2 separate regions of the Danio rerio genome follow, and region 1 is linked to region 2. A link is a contact called in public Micro-C data. All regions are on one chromosome and are shown on one strand. The core of a region is the stretch at or near the end of the contact, and the rest is flanking DNA. Distances in the headings are between cores, read along the strand shown.

Region 1 (5,042 bases), core at 709-3,208, 99 kb after region 2:
GAATAAAAGCAATTTTTAATTTTTTAAAGAACAATTTAAGGTCAAAATGATTAGCCCCTTTAGGCTATTTTTTGACAGTCTACAGAACAAACCACCGTTATACTATAATTTGCCTAATTACCCTAACCTGCCTAGTAAACCTAATTTAACTAGCTAAGCATTTCAAGCTTCATATATATTTTTTTGCCACTTTCAGCTGTACAGAAGTGTCTTAAAAAAATATCTAGTTAAATATTTTTTAGTGTCATCATGGCAAAGATAAAATAAATCAGATATTAGAAATGAGTTATATAAACTATTTTGTTCAGAAATGTGTTGAAGAAAACTTTTTGTTAAGAAGAAATTGGGGGAAAAATAAGCAGAGGGCTAATAATTCTGACTTCAACTGTACAGTATAGTTAACACTAAATATAAAAACTATGGGGTTTCCAAACTTTTCAGCCTGTGACTCCCACGACCCCCACTATGCTCTGATGTGGTTATAAACATGCAAACATTGCACACAACCGTTATTTATTAAATTGATAAAATAATTGATAGTGCTGCATTTTGTTTTATTTATTCGTCACAGCCATGTCACCCTGCAGCCCAAGACCGGTTACTCACTGAAGCTAAGCAGGGCTGAGCCTGGTCAGTACCTGGATGGGAGACCACTAGGGAACACCAGGTTGCTGTTGGAAGTGGTGTTAGTGAGGCCAGCAGGGGGCGCTCAACCTGTGGTCTGTGTGAGTCCTAATGCCCCAGTAAAAGTGAAGGGGACACTAAACTGTCAGTGGGCGCCGTCTTTCGGATGAGACGTTAAACCGAGGTCCTGACTCTCTGTGGTCATTAAAAATCCCATGGCACTTCTCGTGAAAGAGCAGGGGTGTAACCCCGGTGTCCTGGCCAAAGTCCCTCTATCGGCCCTTACGATCATGGCCTCCCAATCATCCCCTCTCCACCGAATTGGCTCTATCACTGTCCCTCCACTCCACCAATAGCTGGTGTGTGGTGAGCGCACTGGCGCCGTTGTCCTGTGGCAGCCGTCGCATCATCCAAGTGGATGCTGCACACTGGTGGTGGTGTGGAGAGACCCCCCCTCATGATTGTGAAGCGCTTTGGGTGTATTGCCATACACAATAAATGCGCTATATATAAATAAACATTACAACTTCTTGCTGACAAATGGCTAAAACCTAGTAATTTGATGGATAGTGGCAGAATATAATGATTTAAAATACAAAATGACTCTTTTGGGACTGCACTATGCTCTGTGAACAATAGCCCTGAATATGTGATGTGTATATAAGGTGCTCAGTGTATATATATAAGTACACCCTCCACTAATCTATCTTTAAAATTAATACTGTATAATAGGATGCTATACAATATTATATTTGTGCATATACATTAGATTAGTCAGTACTGAAGCCAAATCTGGAGCATATCTAACAAAATACTTACTGTACAATAACGGTTCAAAAACTAGTAAAGCCAAATTTGTGTTATAGAAAAATATTAAATACATATTTAAAGTAAATATAGCAATATTTAGCTTGAATTGAACTATCTTTTAATTTCTAAATATGTTTGGTGACTAAAATATTATTTTAATAAATCTATCTTTGATAAATATGTTTTGTTTAAATAGACCAAAATACATTGCCTATATTCACTGAGAAATGGATAAAAATGTTCCTTTTCAAAATGGGATCTACTCAATTATGCTGATCACTGTACTAGCTTTGAAGATATACTTATAGTGCTTCTGTTAATCAGACTGCCAATCACTGTTTATCATTAAACCTTTCAGTGACTTTTATTGCACGATCATGTCATTGAACTAATGAACCAAGTGTCATTCTCACTAATCATCATTTCCTGATTAGATTGAGCTATTCTGCAGGTCTGTGCACCCGCTCTCAGTGTTTACTTCCTTCATTTAATACCTCCGGCAGGAGGCCAGCAGCAGGGTGAAGGTGCGGCTCTAGAGGTGTTTCAAATGTTTCATGTTCCTGCTAGAACATAAGGTATTAGTTTATTCATTACACATTAGGCTCACAGTCAAAGTGCTTTAGGCAAATTCAGGGTTGTGACTGTCGATCATTAGCATTGAAAATGTGCATTTGTTAGACAAAGCCGCAGTCACACAATCCAATTAAGACATGAAAGCACCCGTCTCCTAGGAAGGAATTCACAATACATAAACAGGCTGTAAAAGTGGAAAATTACATCTGCATTTGTTCCTTTCCTTGAAATACAGCCACATTTGGTAAACTTTAACAAACCCTCATAGAACACTTTGCAAGAAGAAGAAAAAAAGCAAAGCTAAATTAATACCATGTGTTTCGAGAGCTACACAGGGGTTTATTGTAGTGTTGAGTTAAAGGGACACTCTCGCCTACGTCTTTCCAAAGTGAGAGTTTGCTGGATTTTTAACAAGCAACAACACTGTAATAATTTTCAATTATGTTTTTTTTTATTTTTTTTTATCTAATTCACCTTGAAATGCCAGACTTGAAGAACTATCCATAAAATAGCCTTGCTTTCATATACCAGAATTTAATTTCATTACCTAAAATGAGTTAAAACAAGGCTGGGCTCTTTTGATGTTGACGTGAGTGTGTAAGTGTGTAACATCCCTTCAGCTTGCTGTCCTGGATGTTAATTAAATTGCTTTCCTTCTCTTTTTTTCTAAGGCAAGGTATTGGATTAATGGCTTTAAATATCCTTTAAATCTCTCTAATCTTCCCCCTTTCATCTGTAGCTTTTGCAGGTTTGTGTTGCTGTGATTTAGCATCGTCTGACTTTGATTGCACCTTAATGATGGCAGCTTGCCCTGGATCAAAATGCAAATGCCCTGAAAAAAATGGTTTCCGGGTGCTTGCAGGTGTCGGGTGGTATAGGATGCTCAGAGGAGCCGTGGCTGTCCATCTAACCTTTCATGCTTGAGACTTTCAGAGAGGTAGTTTCTATCTGCCACGCTAGCTTAAAACAGAAGGAAATATTTATGAGTCATCTACACAACAAACGGCTGAGTCCTGGGTGTAAGTGCCCACAGAGAGAGTCAACGGTCTGAGCATACCAGCACAGGGAATTATCCAGACATAATGGTGAAAAAAAAATACAATCACGACTTCAGAGTATCCTAAAACAATGGAAAATTACAATACAGCTTGTCACAGAGGTGTTGTACTTAAAAAGATAAATGGAAATTTGCTGTTGATTTATACACCCTCTGGCCATACAAGATGTAGGTGACTTTTTTTTTTTCTTTAGTAGAACATTCAAGAAGATTTTTAGATGAAGTTACGGTCTCAGGTGTGAGGGCCAAAGTCCTACAGTCAAAGATAAAGTGGCTCCACATGATACTTTAAGGCATAGGTCTCAAACTGTATTCCTGGAGGGCTGCAGCTCTGCACAGTTTTGCTCCAACCCTTAAGCTGATTCAACAAAGTATTTTTTGTCAAATAAGTTTTATGGAAGACAGATATAGAAAGAAGAGGATTCTCTGTTTACATATTTTGTCCACATATAACGTAGGCAAAGCAAATAAAATTTTTTTTTTAAAAATTAAAGGAAAAACAATATGAATATGAAATATGAAATTCATAATAATCTAAAAAAACACTCACATAAGCCAGGTTGTTTACAAAGACCTGTTTAAAGAACAGAGTATGATGACAAAGCATTTTACAACATTACAGAATTGATGCATTATTCCAAGTTTATTTCAAGGTCACAAATAAAAAGATTCCAAATTTTGTCAAATTGTTTGAGTTTTCTTTTCAAATAGTATATATTTCGCTCTAAATGTAACAGGTAATTTCTCCAAGCCACAGTTTACATTTAGGGGATTCCTTTTTTTTTTTAACAGTAGAAGTAGTTTCTTGGCAGTAGTTAAACAGTATGGGTGCTGTTTATGTTGTGTATTTGACAACAAATGCGTTTGTTCAGACAATCCCAGAATTAAAAGCATTGGATTTGGTTGTAATTGCAACTCCAACACCTCGGAAAGCACTTCAAAGATTTTATTCTAATAATTCTGTATATTAGAACAAAAACTAAATCTGTGAAACAAACAAAACAAAACAAAACAAAACAAACAAACACAAAAAACAGAAAAATCCTAATTTACTCAACCTTTACAGTATTTGTTCCCTGTTTGCCATTAGTCATTGAGTTCCATTTCACAAATCACCAAGGACCATAGGTTCAGCTAAAGAAAAAAAGCTCTTTGCTAAACAAATACTGTAAGTCAGCTACATCATGAATTGTCTGAAGGTGATATTAACAGCAATTTTTTTAAAACATTTTAATAACCAACTTAAACTGCAACTAATCCTTTGTAGGCCAACCCCACTGACAGATGCTGACCAATAGTTGCAGGTACGTTTGTCAAGTTTCAGGAAATCGTTTTGTTTCTCTGTTGGCATTGGGTGGCACTTGTTTTTATTGTAGTTTGGTCAGTCTCTGCATTGGTCAGTGTTAAGTTAGCCTTTAAGCAACATATTTGGACTATGTTGTAGATTTTATGTTCCCAGGTGCACTGTAAAAAAAATCCTGGCTGCCTTACATTTTTAAGCTTAAGTAAGTCCATTGAACTTATATTATGTTAAACTGACTTAAAATAGCTGGTGTAATTTATACAATTAAGTTTAAACATGATTAACGTGGATTAATAAGTTACAATGACCTAAAAACATATGCTGTCAGGACTAATTGATCATAGAATCTTTTGCAGTGTGCATATCAGGGCTATACTATAAACCTTGTATGAATACTAAAGGAGTTTCAGTTATTGTGATGACTTTGGTATCATGTTTTTCAAACTACAACGATGAAAAGCTAATTATTTATATAAAGAAACTGCTTAGTAGTCTAGTTTCAATCCAGTAATTTGCTTAAGGGATGAAAAAAAAGTCCCTGTTCTTAGAATTAAGATCTTGAGCCTGACAATCTCCATCATGTTAAGTGGTTTTAACTGCGCAGGCCCCATTGTGCCCATTCCCCAATTCTGTCATTTGCCCTTAATTACCATGCCAGCAGAGTCCATTAAATAT
Region 2 (5,385 bases), core at 1,484-3,983:
CTGTGCAGAGCTGCAGCCCTCCAGGAATTGAGTTTGGGCTTTGTGTAGATGGTCAAGTTACTTTGGGTTTGGTGCGTATCTTGAACTTGCTCATAGATGTTTGTTTCCACCTGAGCTTGTTGTCGTCTATTAGATCATCTGTGATCGGTACAGTGTGGGAAAACTGTTCTAAAGCCACTTGTTTTTTTCTACCATTCTGTCACGTGTGCCTTGTGTGTGTGTGTGTGTGTGTGTGTGTGTGTGTGTGTGTGTGTGTGTGTGTGTGTGTTCGTGCGTGCGTGCGTACTTGTTTGTGTGTGTGTGTGTGTGTGTGTGTGTTTATTTGCAAACGAAAGACTGGAGATGTTATTTTAGCCTCTATTAAACTCAGATTTGGAGCTCTTATCTACAAACTCAGTGTTTCTGAACAAATAATCCAATGGCTGTTCTTTTAAGTGTTGCGGGGGATTAACAGAGGAAATAATTGCAAAAGTTTCAGTGCAAACTACATTAAGCAAAATCAAAACAGAAGTATTCAGAAGCTGAATGGAATAAGTACAATTAGGAAAAGCTGAAATCTATTTTTTAATATGTACTTATTTGACACAGGCTGTTTTTTTATTTGTGTGTATGTGTGTGTAGCGTGGCTCTCTCAATGTGTTGACCAGACCTCTTTTCAGAGCTTGATTGGGTTTAGGACCGGGCTAATTGCGAGTGACAGAATCTAGCGACCGCATTTTGTGCTGTTTGATAGACTCTGTTTCCTTTGCCCTCTAAACCTCCTTTTACCTACATTTCCTCTGAAAGTATTAGATGTTTATCACTTGATTTTGTCTCTAAGATTGGAATCGGTTAAGTAATTAAAGAGAGAAAAGGATGGAGACGAAAATACAAAATCATTGTTACCAAATCAACTACTTGTTAGATCTCTAGCAGTGTTAATAATTCCCTCTTTTCAACAAGTAAACCTTTAGGTTTGGTTCAATGTTTTTGTCTTATATGTGTTTGACAAGCTTTGTTATTTAAGTAAGGTTCAATGACAAACAGGAAACAGGTTTTCGTTCATTTGCTCATTTCAGACATGACTGATAAAGGGATATGCTGTGTGTGTGTGTGTATGTGTGAAAGAGCGTGTGCATGGTTTTGTTCCTGACCACATTGTGCAAACTTGGTTGTTCCAGTGATGTGCATTCATGTGTTAAAGTCGCAACTTCACAACAAACTAATTTATATATTTTTAGATGCAGAACTGTGCTATGAGTGGACTCGGTGTCAAAGTCCAGCTTTTATTTTGTTTTCCATTTCAGTAAGCTGACATCTATGCTCACTGCCTTAAACTTCATCCACTCTGTGTCTGTGGCATGTTTTAAGAAAAGGAAAAAAAAAGATTTTTAAGATGTGGAAGACATATTGTACAGTAGACCAATGTCAGTTTGTATAAAGTACTAAGTGAAAAAAAATATTTATTACATGCATTGAAAGAAATTGTTTACTTATTGAATGTTACATGTTTATGTAGAGACATTTAGATGTAATAAAATGCATTGAGTTAACCTTTTTGGCTCTTGATGTTTGAGATATTAAACATTTCTCTCCTTTATGAAAAGCTCGGCTACTTTAACTTGCTGACTGGGAAGTAAGTGCTGTAAGACAGTCAGACACGAGGCGTTTGAGCTGAATGGCGTTCTGCTCTGCGATAAAGGTCAGACGAGCCTGAATCAATCTGTGGAAAAGGTGAAGATTCTAAATTGAGAACTAACCTGGTGCCTGTTCATATTTCAGCAGCAACTGTATCTGGGGCAACAAACGCTAACCCATTTTCAACTCTCACAGGGAGAGTTTAGATTATTTCTAACACCTCTTTATTGTATATATGCATTTAAAAGCTCTTTTCTATCTTCTAGATTGCCTTTTATGAATGATAGAAGCCACATACAACCATCCAACTCTCATAACCTCTCAAATGTAGAGTAGATAGGGGTGGCTCTGAATGTATTCAGATTTCTAATGCCTTTAAAATAAATCCTACTGTAAAGCGCAGGGATTTCTATCCTGCCGTTCTTTTGTGTAGTGATGCTCAAGGCTTTATCCCTGAGCATCAAGCTGTATTAATGTTGGTACTTAGGCTGCATATTTACATGTGAACAGCAGATGGCAGTGAATACTTACCCAGAGATCCACCTGCTTTACTGCAATGTAACATGTTTAAAGTATATAGCCTTATTTAAGCAAAATACCTGCAATAATGACTTTTTTATTGATATTTCTATTTAATCATGATTAATAAGTTATTTAAAGCCTGTAGATTCACAAACATGTGCAAAAAAATGTAAACCATGATTTAAGAATGGCATGCAGGATAGGAACTATGAGCTAATAATAAATAAAAAAATTACATTAGTCTTGTTTACCTTAATATTAGTTATTGTACATGTTTCCATTTATGTCTCCCTTCCGAAAATGATACATGGATTTATTATAGCAAAAGTGTATCTAATAAGCATGTTTTGTTGTTGTTCTTTATTATATTAACTGCAGTTTCTGTTTCCACAAATTAATCAAGAATAATGCAAAAAAAAAAACATGGTTAATTTTCATAAGAGAATGTTTTTTATATTGTTACGACGTGCATAAAAAAATTGAAAGGTGTTTGTATCAGCCTGCGTTTATTCAGTGACGAATCGCTGATCTCGGTGGGCGGAGACATTTGAAAAGCGCCCGACATAAATTGTAGAGCGCGCCGCATTCTGCTCAATACTATCAACACCATGTACTTGACTGTGGCCATAAAGGGTGAGTACGGCCAAAAACTACACGCACAAATTAATTGAATCAACAACAGTTTGGTAGAATGAATATTTAAGTGCGCGTAAAGACATGGGAAACACCGAAGTTGTGAAGTCGCTGGATATGATGGGAGACAGTAATCAGAGCGGTGTAATAAACAGATCAATCAGTGACCGCGAGCGCTTCAAAAGTCTGGAGGACATCGACGTGTCCGCCGACGGGAGTCCGGTGTTGAGGTGCTTGATCTCCATCACCTACTCTGTGGTGTGCGTCGTGGGTCTGGTTGGAAATCTGTTGGTGTTCTTCTTCATTCGCGTCAGGCAAGAAAGACGCATATCCAAGATAAACTTCTTCATCCTCAACTTGGCGGTGACGGATTTCCAGTTTGTGTTGACTTTGCCTTTCTGGGCAGTGGACACGGCGCTGGACTTCAGCTGGCCGTTTGGAGACGCCATGTGCAAGATAATCCTGTCGGTGACCGTGATGAACATGTACGCGAGCGTCTTCTTCCTGACGGCGATGAGTATTACGCGCTACTGGTCAGTGGCTTCGGCTCTGAAGGACCGCAGCAGGCAGACCGGCTGCTCGATACGGTGGGTCAGTGTGATCCTCTGGGCTCTGGCCACCGTGGCCACCGCGCCAACATCCATTTTCTCCACAGTCACTAACGTGGCCGGTGAAAAACTTTGTTTACTGCGCTTTCCTGACGGACAGTACTGGCTGGCGATCTATCATGTCCAGAAAATCCTCATCGCGTTTGTTTTGCCCATGGCGATCGTGTCTGTCAGTTACCTGCTGCTGCTGAGGCTCATCCGGCAGCGGAGCATGAAGAACAGCTCGAAACGGCGCACGCAAGTCACCAAATCCGTCACCATAGTGGTCCTGTCCTTCTTCCTCTGCTGGATGCCCAATCATGCCATCACATTTTGGGGCGTGCTGGTGAAATTCAACGCGGTGTACTGGGATAAGTCGTACTATATCGTTCATACCTACGTGTTCCCGGTGACCGTGTGCCTTGCGCACGCAAACAGCTGTTTGAACCCACTTATCTACTGTCTGATGCGCAAAGAGTTCAGGAAAAAAATTAAGAACCTTTTTATTCGAGTCTGAGAAACGTGTTTCTCGTCCTGTGGAACCCGTGTTCTTTCCTGTTCAATGGGTTATTTTACTCAGAATGTTATTTACTTCTCCTCAAGCTTTATTTCTTCATTTGAGCCCTGAAGATGTGTTTACATATTTGTGGAAATCATGGGTTCATGGTGAACTGCACTTTAACAATATACACTTGGTGTATATCAGTTGTATGTGTGATTGTTTTGGTACAGTGTACAGTTCTTGTGGAACAGTTTTTGTAAAACATTCAAACAGAAAAATTGCTAATATAAAATAGTATCTTTTGCGTGAAAAGTGCAGCTAAATTAAATTCAGCGGCATTACATTTTTTATTTTCTGTGAACAAAACTGATATGCTTATCATTCCTCTTGCGGGAAAGTTGTAAACCTAATACAGTATTGTACACTTGATCCCAATTTCTGGGACAATTGTGTGTATCTTGATGTTTGGGGGTGTTAAATTAAATTAAAACCTGATTTTAATAAACACACAGATACTGTTTAAGAAGCCAGAAACTGTGTTTTTGTAGGATGGATTTGAACAGCAAGTAGGGTACATACCTTCTTAAAAAATATAATTAAATGAACTTCTTCCGTCAGTCAAATTTCATTGTGAATATTTTGGCGTCTGCTGCTGGGAAATACATGGATTTTTGAAAATCTGACACTTGTATTGAAAACAGTATACATCATTTTCAAGGCCATGGTGTTCATAAATGTCAGATGAAGGCAAGATGAATTTTTTGGCGATAAAGTTTGATATCAGCAGGTTCATTATCTTGCAGACTAAATTCAGTAGAAAAGCTAATATGCTGTTTGGTGGCAAGGCTAATTATGACAAGTCTGAGAAAACTTTGTTTAGTTTTATAATATACAGTTGAAGTCAGAATTATTAGCCCCCTTTTGATTTTTTTTTCTTTTTTAAATATTTTCCAAATCATGTTTAACGAAGCAAGGAAATTTCACAGTATGTCTGATAATATTTTTTTTTCTTCTGGGGAAAATCTTATTTGTTTTATTTCGGCTAGAATAAAAGAAGTTTTACATTTTTTAACAACTGTTTTAAGGTCAAAATGATCGGCCCCTTTAAGCTATATTTTTTATCGATAATCTACTGAATAAACCATCGTTATACAATTACTTGCCTAATTACCCTAACCTGCCTAGTTAACCTAATTAACCAAGTTAAGCCTTTAAATGTCACTTTAAGCTGTATATAAGTGTCTGGAAAAATATCTAGTAAAATATTATTAACTGTCATCATGGCAAAGAAAAAATAAATCAGTTATTAAAAATAAGTTATTAAAACTATTATACTTAGAAATATGCCGAAAAAATCTAAACAGAAATTTGTAAAAAAAAATAAAATAAATAAACAGGGCGGCTAATAATTCTGACTTCAACTGTTTATGCTTATACAAATATTGAGTTAGAAATACACCCTTTGAAAGAACTATCCAATCATTTTTTTAATACACTGCTTAAATACCTCTTCTCAAAAGCATT

Evidence for each region. Hi-C and Micro-C count contacts between places; a contact is called where the count stands out from the background.
Region 1: a Micro-C map of caudal fin shows a contact between it and region 2, with 5 times the contacts expected there. The contact joins the enhancer-like site here to the promoter of rxfp3.3a1 in region 2. A contact is called at or near these places in 2 of 18 Hi-C or Micro-C datasets (caudal fin and fibroblasts).

What each region holds. Positions count from the first base shown.
Region 1 is chr7:33,844,482-33,849,523 of GRCz12tu, reverse strand. No RefSeq gene overlaps it. Among named protein-coding and RNA genes, the nearest start is that of uacab, 83 kb to the left of the region's middle. Within about 2 kb of position 1,958, at least 4 of the 62 cell types and tissues checked have an H3K27ac peak or open chromatin away from gene starts, as enhancers often do. A contact at or near this core is called in caudal fin, where this site is marked.
Region 2 is chr7:33,943,595-33,948,979 of GRCz12tu, reverse strand. rxfp3.3a1 (relaxin family peptide receptor 3.3a1) reads left to right here and starts at 2,733. Exons shown (of 1, transcript XM_005168953.6): 1 at 2,733-5,385. The coding sequence starts at 2,857. The coding sequence ends at 3,876. pias1a (protein inhibitor of activated STAT, 1a) reads left to right here. Exons shown (of 15, transcript XR_012383356.1): 15 at 17-1,529.